2 separate regions of the Pelodiscus sinensis genome follow, and region 2 is linked to region 1. A link is a contact called in public Hi-C data. All regions are on one chromosome and are shown on one strand. The core of a region is the stretch at or near the end of the contact, and the rest is flanking DNA. Distances in the headings are between cores, read along the strand shown.

Region 1 (4,500 bases), core at 87-2,586:
ATCTGCGCATGCGCAGAACGATCCGCACATGCGCAGATCGCTGGACAGCACAGCTGGCGAGCGGGGCTCGCCGCAGTTCAACGAGTCCTGTTAATTAATATTTTTAAAATCAAAAGCACTCTACAATAGTTAACCAGTGGTACAAACATTTGGAAAGATCATTAGGTGGTCCACCAAGATCCTCCGCAATTTTCAAGTGGTCTGTGGGAAAAAAAGTTTGAGAACTGCTGGGTTAGGGAATGTGTTCAGTGCACACTCACTCTCTTCACTGCTGCTTTATTAAGTTATTGGGAACAACTCTTATTATGCACTCTTATTCATTCACCAATAAGTCAGGGGCTCTGGAAAAAAGTGAGCATGTAGTTAAAAGATTAACTTAACACAAGCACTGAAGCTCAACTACTGTAGTAACTGACCACTTTAAATCACATCAACATTCTCTCTCAAATGCAGCTTTTTCTACGCCGTTTCATGGGACTTTTGAAGAGGGGAAAAACGGCAGACAAACACTCTGGACATGAAGCTTTCAGCAGGTCTGGCTTCCATGAGAACTGACTGGGAGGTTCTTAGAAGCCCTGTGTGGAAACAGGCAGGGTCCGGGCTTCGGAGAGCATGCGCTGAGTTGCATAAAGGAGGAGGCAGGATTATGTTTGTGAGCCCCGGAGCAAACAACTAGCATGCAGGGAACAAAGGTGCTTTTTCTAGCACCAGAAGGAAGCACAATTTTCAACCCCTTCCACCCCCGCCCCAACATGGCCCAAGCAAGACTCTCTAAAGCAACCTGAGCAGCATCCCCTCCTCTTTCCCAGCCAACCCCATCTGGCAACTCGCCGCCACACACTTCCTCCTCCTCCTCCACCTCCACACCCTGTGCAACGCTTCAGGCCGGTTTTTAATGACCTCCCCTCGGGTGCCCGCGGGGACGCGCCCTCCACCCTCAGCAGAGGCACCTTTGCTCGGGCTCTGACCCCCGAGGCCTACGGGACGTTACCATTTTGCCCCCCCGGTGCCTGGCTTTGGGCAGGGCGCCGCCGCCGCGGCGCTGGGATGGACACTCCCCCCCCCCCCCATCCCGCAGCCCCAGCCCGGCGCGCCCCGGCACTCGCCTCCTCCAGGAACTTGGTGAGGTCGTAGATGCGGTGGTGCAGGAGGATCCAGGTGCTCTGGCTGTGGTTGTGCGCCTGGATCTCCTCCAGCCGGTAGTAACGGCCGCGCCACGCCTCGCGCCCGGCCTCGCTGCCGTCCGCCGCCATCTCCACCCGCCCCCCCCCCCGGCACTCAGCTGCAGCGCCGCGCGCACGAGACCCTCCTCGCCTAGCACCACGGCTCTGGGCGGAGACCGGATGCGGCCCTCGGGGGCCGCCTTATCCCCTCGCGCGCAAGCCGATTGGATGCCGGGCAGCGCCCGGCCTATCAGAGCCCGGCTCCGCCTCCTATCCCCTCATTGGCTGAATGATGAATGAGAGGCTCTTCTCAGTAGTACAGGCTGGTTTTTTTTCATTCTAAGAAACTTGTTGCGTCAGGGTTCGGTTACGTCACCGGGGAGGCGAGGGACACGGTCTCGTGCCCTTCGATAAAATCCTCCTCGCTACTGGAACACGTGGCGCTGCGAAGGTTAAACGCGCCCCCCCCCCTTCCCACAGTGCCCGAGCTCTGCCCTTGCCGCCCGAGTCCCAGCCAATCCCCACAGTGCTGTGACCCTCTGCTCACCTTTTTCTCCCTTCCTCCAATGGCCCCTCCTCTCTCCGCAAATCTCACCCCCTAGTATAACTTAAGACCTGGCCCAAAAAGCTGCTGCTCCGCATGGGAATAGGACTCTGCATCCCACGTGCTGTTAATGTGGCCCCTGACTCAGAGGCGTAGCCCCCCCGATTGGTGTGGGACTGAGCACACGCTGCTCTTGAGCTGCTGGCTAAGGGCTGGCTGGCTGCTACGGTTGCCAACGCCTGCGCTCTCCAAAGTGCAAGCCAAAGCAGCCAGCTGGGTGGGAGGAGCAGTGCTCTGAAGAAAGGTACATTCCTCCATGCCTGGCTGGGGAGAGGAGGAGGAGTTGATTGAGGGAGTGCTCCTCCCTCCCCCCCCCCCCCGCCACACTGGTGGTGCCTTGCTCTGGGGGGAAGAGGTAGGAATGCATGGGAGGGGGCTGGCTTTGGGGCAGGGGTGAGGTGAGAGTGTATTGGGATGGGGAGCACTGTCACTGGGGGGGGCTGGCTCAGGGGAAGGGGTGTGAGTGCCTTTGGGATAGGGACACTGGGGGTGCTGTCTCGGGACAGGGATGGTTGTGTTGTACTTAAAAGTACTGCATGGGATCTTTTTTGGGGAAAAGGCAAAATGCCACATTTATTGGTAATACACACATAGCAGTCAATACTTATATGCATATAATACAGCATGCATGCACACTCACACACACGTATATCTTGTTTTCACCAATAGCTGTTCTACCTAACTGCTGGACAGATTAGTTAGCTGGGGGAGGGCTGGCGCCAGATCAATGCTCCTTTGTTGACTGCAAGATGCCTTAGAGATGTATAGAGTCTACCCTCTCATGCAGAGAGTCAGCATATGCATATGCAGTTATTCATCTATGGCACCTTCTTCTCGGTGTTTTTTTTTTTTTTTTTAAGGCTCCCCCATTCACCTTCAAAAAGGGACCTTCCAAAAGCAGGCGCGTTTTGCTTATTCCCAAGGCATTCATAGGTCCAGGGGACAAACAAACAAACCAGAGCATTAAAGGGATACCAAAGCTCTTGGGAGGTCCCTGAACCCTCCCTTGTTCTCCTCCAAACACCCCAGGAGGCGCCCCTATGTAGCCTGTTCCCGCCACCCCCGGTAGGGATGTGTGAGGGTGGGAATGGAGAACCACCTGGGCACTAGGGCTTACCCTCCACCCCAATCCTCTGTTTCTCTAGGGTCCCCTTTTCCAGTACTCCCCCACCCCAGAACTGCATCCCAAGAGCACCATATCTGCATGATGAGAGCCCCGAGGGTTGACTTTCCCATGCTGAACTGGTTCCCAACAGATCGGTAACTGTCTGGCATGGAAAGCTTCCAGATCACAATGTCAACCCACTTCTCCGGGGGTATGGCATGTCTCATTTGCGTGTCCCATTGTGTGAGGGCAGGGGCAAGCCACACACACAGCTCCAGGAATGTCTCCTTTCTCACACAGACGTTCTGGAGCCACTGCTGATCGTCCCACCACACCATCACTAGCCGGTCCCACCAGTAGGAACTGGTGCCCAGTTGCCAGAAGCAGCGCTCCACAGTGGGGTGCTTCTGAAAGAGCTGCCCCCAGACACATGTTGAGGGTCTCCTCAAGCAGTTCGGGGTCATGTTCTTGCAGGGCATGGAGGGCAGCCTGCAGAAACTGCTGCAGAAACTGCAGCATGACAGTCAGGGGCTATCACATGCCCAGAGACAGCTCTGGCTCCATAGCAGGGAGTGCTGTGGTGTCCAAACACAGGGAAACCAAAGCATACAGTGCAAATACTTTGTTGTCCCTCAGAGAGGTAGGCATGCAGGAGAAGAATTTGAGAAATGGTTGTACGGGGGGGGGGGGGGTCCCTTTAAGCTCTCGTCTCAGATAGCCTCAGGCAGCAGCTCCAGGAAGTTGCTGCTGACCTAGTGCCCTGCCTGAACTGGTTCTGGGTGGCCTTAAATGCGATTTAGCATCCAATTGTGTGGATGCTCTATTTCAAAATAGTAAAGCACTATTTTCAGATGCTTTTTGTGTGTAGACATACAATTTCAAAATATGCAGTTCTGGAAAGGTACGTCAACACAGCAACATTATTTCAAAATAACGAAGTCCACATCTACTCAGCAGGCGGCTAGTTTGAAATAGTGTCAAAATACTGTCAAGCTGGAGGACTGCTTACTTCAGCTCCTGTAACCCTCATTGTCCGAGGAGTAAGGGAAGTCAGAGGCAGAGTGCTCTTATTTTGACATAAGTGCTGTGTAGACGCTCCCAATTTCTAAATAAACTATTTCAAAATAAGATACACAACTGATGTAGCTCAATTTGCACAGCTTATTTTGAGTTAAGCCCTGCAGTGTAGACATACCCAAAGATATCTTCCAGAATAGCTTATTCTGAAATAAGCATGCAGTGTAGACATACCCTATATAGACTAGGTTTGGTCCTGCAATGCAAGCAGGGAACTGGACTTGATGATCTCTCGAGATCCCTTACAGTTCTAGTGTTCTATGATTCTATGATAAACCAAAATTTTCATAGGTCCCTAAATCTACTGTAAAAAAAATCTCCTCTTCCAGGCTTAAAGGTTATACAGACCTTCAAGTCAGGCTATATCTGTTTGGTTTTGTCTCTATACCTATACAAAAAAAATTCCTTTGGGACAACAGAGTAATGTCATCATGTCACTCTGTATCCTTCCGCTGTCAGCCACCAGCCTCCTCCATCCCTCCCTCCTTCCCCCTCCCTGTTGGTCTGGTAGGGCGGGAGCTGTGCTTCAAGGGTCAGGAGCCACACCGCTT
Region 2 (4,071 bases), core at 499-2,998, 130 kb after region 1:
CCTTGTTTTTCTCCGTGGGACAGATGCCTCACTTATCTTGCTCAGTCTTCCACTGCACTTCTCATTCTTCTCTACTCCATAGGCTATGTGCATTTTAGGACAGTTTGATTCCCCCCCCCCCCCCCCACTGAATCATTAAGTGTAGGCCTCTCCTGGAGATGGAAGTCTGATTCTGACAATACTTATTTTGGTGTAATTCCATTGATTTCATTGAAATGACTTTTGATTTATCAATGTAAGTGGCAGAAGATGAGGACACAAAAGCTATGATTCAGTGAGCCATTAATCTGATCCAGTATGGCAAGACCTCAGTTTCTCTGTATAAATATAATATAATTGAGACACTCACATTTAACTCTTTCTTTGGCATCAGTATACATTAGAAACGTAGGGCCATTTTAAAATCTGGTGGTATTTCCTTGCTGTGAAAAAAAGTTTGGTAAGCTGTCTATGATAAGATAACACTGCCATTGTCACTTGTCCAGTCTTGTCACTTATGGGCATATTTGCCTTCGAATCCTGCAAGTTGTTCCACACATAGTTCTATGCTTGTGCAGACTGAGCTCAGTGGATCTCTGCAGGGACACAGGGATCCACCTACACTGAACAATTTTCAGGATTGATGCCAAAATTGATAATTTCACAGAGGCCAAAGCCTGGTTATGAAAACCCCTAGAAAGAGAGCCTCTGGGTCAGGTTGAGATCTAGTGTAAGGCACCTTGGGGATTTTTTTCAGCACTGGCACCAATGCTGTTCTTATTTACTGATAAAATGAGAACTTGAGGCTCCATGGCTGCCAAGCCAGCACCTTCCACCAGGACTTAGTTCACAAACATGCAGGCTGCCCTGGGATTGTTCACTTCCTCTTTGGCCAGTACCCACAAAGATTAGTATATTTCTCACATACACACACTCAACAGCATGGGTGTGACACTGAACTAGGGTTAAAAGACATGAATTCTCTGTTTGTGCCCCAGATTTGATGTGTGACCTTGAACAAGTCACTTATATCATTTACCTATCTGTAAAATAGGGATGATTCTGCGTTATCACCTTGATATTGTGCCCTAAGATCTGTGGATGAAATACTATATAAAGGCAAAATATGTGTTGTTGTAATGTAGCAGATGATGGAATCTCATGTTAGCTCATACTCAAGGCTGAAAATGAAGGGCTGAAAGATGCCCAGTAACAGGTTGTAGCACCATGTTTGGAACAGACTTTTTAGATATTCAGGTAACCAACATTAACCAACTTTACTGAAAAACTTGCCTTCAAGGTTGTGAAGAGAAGCTTCAAAAAACGAACTGCGCACTTCTTAGAGACTAAAAACCCAGGCGGTAAATAAAAAGAGCCCCATATGTGCCATTTAAAAAAATCCACAGGATTTCTAAAGAAATTCATTATTTTTAACTGATTCGTGGTTTCTGAACACTTGGTGTTGACAATCGCGGGGCCTTGTCCAACAGCACGGAAGGCTGGGGCAGATTATGCACAACAGGGGACAAGCTGCACCGGTTCCTCGTTACTTTGCATTCGCCTCCCTCCCGCTCTCCCGGATCGGCTCCATCCCCGGGCTGTGCCCTCCGCGAGATGGGTTGCTGCCGGACCGCGACTCCACCAGAGGAGTCGCTAGAGAGCCGCAGCCTCAGGCCAGCGCTCTCCTCTTCTCCCGAACGCGGGGCTCCACAAGAATCCCGTTGCCCCGCCCCGAAGATAGCCACGCCCCCTTCTTTCTGATGTGTTCCTGGTCCTTTCGCTGCAGAGCGGAGGCTGTGATTGGGACTCGCGGTGTTCCAAAGGGGCGGGCTCTCGGGGGGATTTAAACTACAGCTGGGCGCAAGGTTCTGCGGGCTCTTGCTTTGCTGGGGACGGCTCGGCGCCACGTGGGGAGGTCGCTCCGGGTGAGTGGTGGCTCCCTGCCGGGGCGCCCATCGCTGTCTGTGTTGGCTGGGAGGGGGGTAGCTCGGGGCTGTGGAGGGATGGCTCGTCACTTTGCGCCTGGCCAAGTTTGCTGAGGCTCGGTTTGTTTCTCCCCCTTCCCCCAGCCCATGATCCCCTGAGCGGCCAGATGGTGGGGAGGGGGCACTGAAATCCTCTCTCCAGCCACTGGCGCTGCTGGGAATAAGCTGCTGCAGCAGCTAACGGAAGCGGTGTCACTCATGGCCGCAGCGCTGATCCTGTCTCGCGGCTGCAGGTCGCTGCTGCGTGGCGGCCTGCGGCCTCGCAGGTGGAAACCGGCCCCACTCCGCTTGGTGAGTGCCGTGCGGTGGGGCTGTGTGTGTGTTTGCCGGGCGGGAGGGGAGGGGATTCCCCCTGCAGCGCTTGACTCTGAGCTGCATCCCTTTGGGATATATGGGCTCCAGGCAGGTTCTTTTCCCTTCCCCAATTCAGCGTTCCTTGTTCTGAGACCAGGGACCTGACAGTTTAATCCGCTTTTCTAGCCCCTCTCAATTTTCGCAGCCGGGGGCTCTCGATGTGGGTGAGGATGCTGGCCACACTGAGACGGGAGATGTTTGTCACTCAGGACTAGATTTAACACCAGGGCGTTAAGGGTTGCAGCTCAGGGCCCCAGGCTATGGCGGTCTTGCAAAAATAAATTCGTTCATCAGTAGTGGCTAACCCATTGATCACGAGTGACAGGTGCATCCTGGATTCTCTGTTGGCTGATAATAATCTCCAGCCTACTACAAGTTCAGCAAGGCTTAGGCAGGCAGCCTGTATGCTGTGACTCCATGCTAGTCCCAGAAATGGCCAGCTCCTGGCATGTCTGTGTGCTCTCTGGCAAGCAGCAGGAGGTGGGGAATGGAGAAGCAGTGCTGTGTGCTGTCCCTGCCCCCAGCACTGGCCCCACCTATTTGCCTGAGTGCTGCTGGCCAGGAGCCCCTGTAATAAGTGCTTTCTGCACCATACTCCCTCATTCTCTCCTGCACCCCAACACTTGTGAGTCCCCTCCTACACCCAAACTCTCTTCCAAAAAGAAATTAATATGACAGCTCTTCTAAGATAAGTTAGTTCAGAATAGCCTACTTAACTATAGTGTGTATATTTTAAAACTGGAAAGTAACCACAGAATTTGTTACTTTAAAACAAATGGCTATTTGTTTATTAAAAAGCAAGTTTAGTATAGTGCTAATATAACAAAATTAGCCTTGATACATAATTGTGATAAATTAGAAGAAAGACTTGTATACAGGGCCCCACTAAATTAATAGCCCCTTACCCACAGGAGAATTAATTTTGGCTCTGCTGCCATTTTGCATGGGGGGGCTGCTGTGTCCTTCAGCCTGTGCATCTGAAATATCAAGACCCTGACAACTGTTAAAATGGTGAGAAAATCCTAGAATTCCATGGCCTACCCTCTAGCATTGGCCCCCATACCTGATTCTTTGGCCTGTGGCTAGCAGTGACTGATAGTGTTTGTAGCTAACTATCTCTTTCTTCAGTTCTGTCTCCAGTTTCAGCTCTTCTTCCCCGTACCTGGCTTAAAATATCAGGGAATGCCTGTGCCGCCTCTGTTTTTTGTGGCCTGCTTTATTAACTGGCAATATGATGTGAAAATGTTTGGGTCTGTAGTGTCAAGATGCTCATGCTTTCCAGGGATGTGAACATGTACCTGTTTACACAATTAACTGATACACCTGGGATCATTGGTTAATCCTAATGGTTTCATGCAGCCACCTCTCCCTCCCTCTCTGTCTCTGATAAAGAGGTAGCAGGGGGGTAGGAAGGAGCCAGTACGTATGGGGAGGGTTAAGGCGAGCATTGGCTTCTGTGGAGCCACATGCTTCTCTCCTCTTCTCCCCTCCTTCCTGCCCCTCCCTTCCCCCACACTCCTGCCAATGTATCAGAGGCAGCAGTGGGGGGAAGAGGGAGCAGGCAGGAGTTGGCACTCCCACCTGGCCCCCTGTGTGTAAACGTGTAGCCACTGTAAATTTCAGTGGCTACGTGTTACAAAAATAAATGTATTTTCACATCCTTGATGCTTTCCTGCTCTTCATTCCAGAAAAGTGGTCAGTAGGCTGTCATCTCTGCAAAGCATTATTTGTGGATCAAAGGGCAGTTCCTCCA

The links. A called contact is a pair of places that touch in the nucleus more often than the background predicts.
Region 2: a contact with region 1 is called in a Hi-C map of blood, with 2.4 times the contacts expected there. The contact joins the promoter of CNDP2 here to the promoter of CYB5A in region 1. A contact is called at or near these places in 2 of 5 Hi-C or Micro-C datasets (blood and an unstated tissue).

Annotation. Positions count from the first base shown.
Region 1 is chr2:95,854,780-95,859,279 of ASM4963464v1, forward strand. CYB5A (cytochrome b5 type A) reads right to left here and starts at 1,337. Exons shown (of 5, transcript XM_075921055.1): 1 at 1,107-1,337. The coding sequence starts at 1,253.
Region 2 is chr2:95,983,504-95,987,574 of ASM4963464v1, forward strand. CNDP2 (carnosine dipeptidase 2) reads left to right here and starts at 1,749. Exons shown (of 12, transcript XM_075921067.1): 1 at 1,749-1,904. LOC142827138 (a long non-coding RNA gene) reads right to left here and starts at 1,669. Exons shown (of 3, transcript XR_012901589.1): 1 at 1,273-1,669.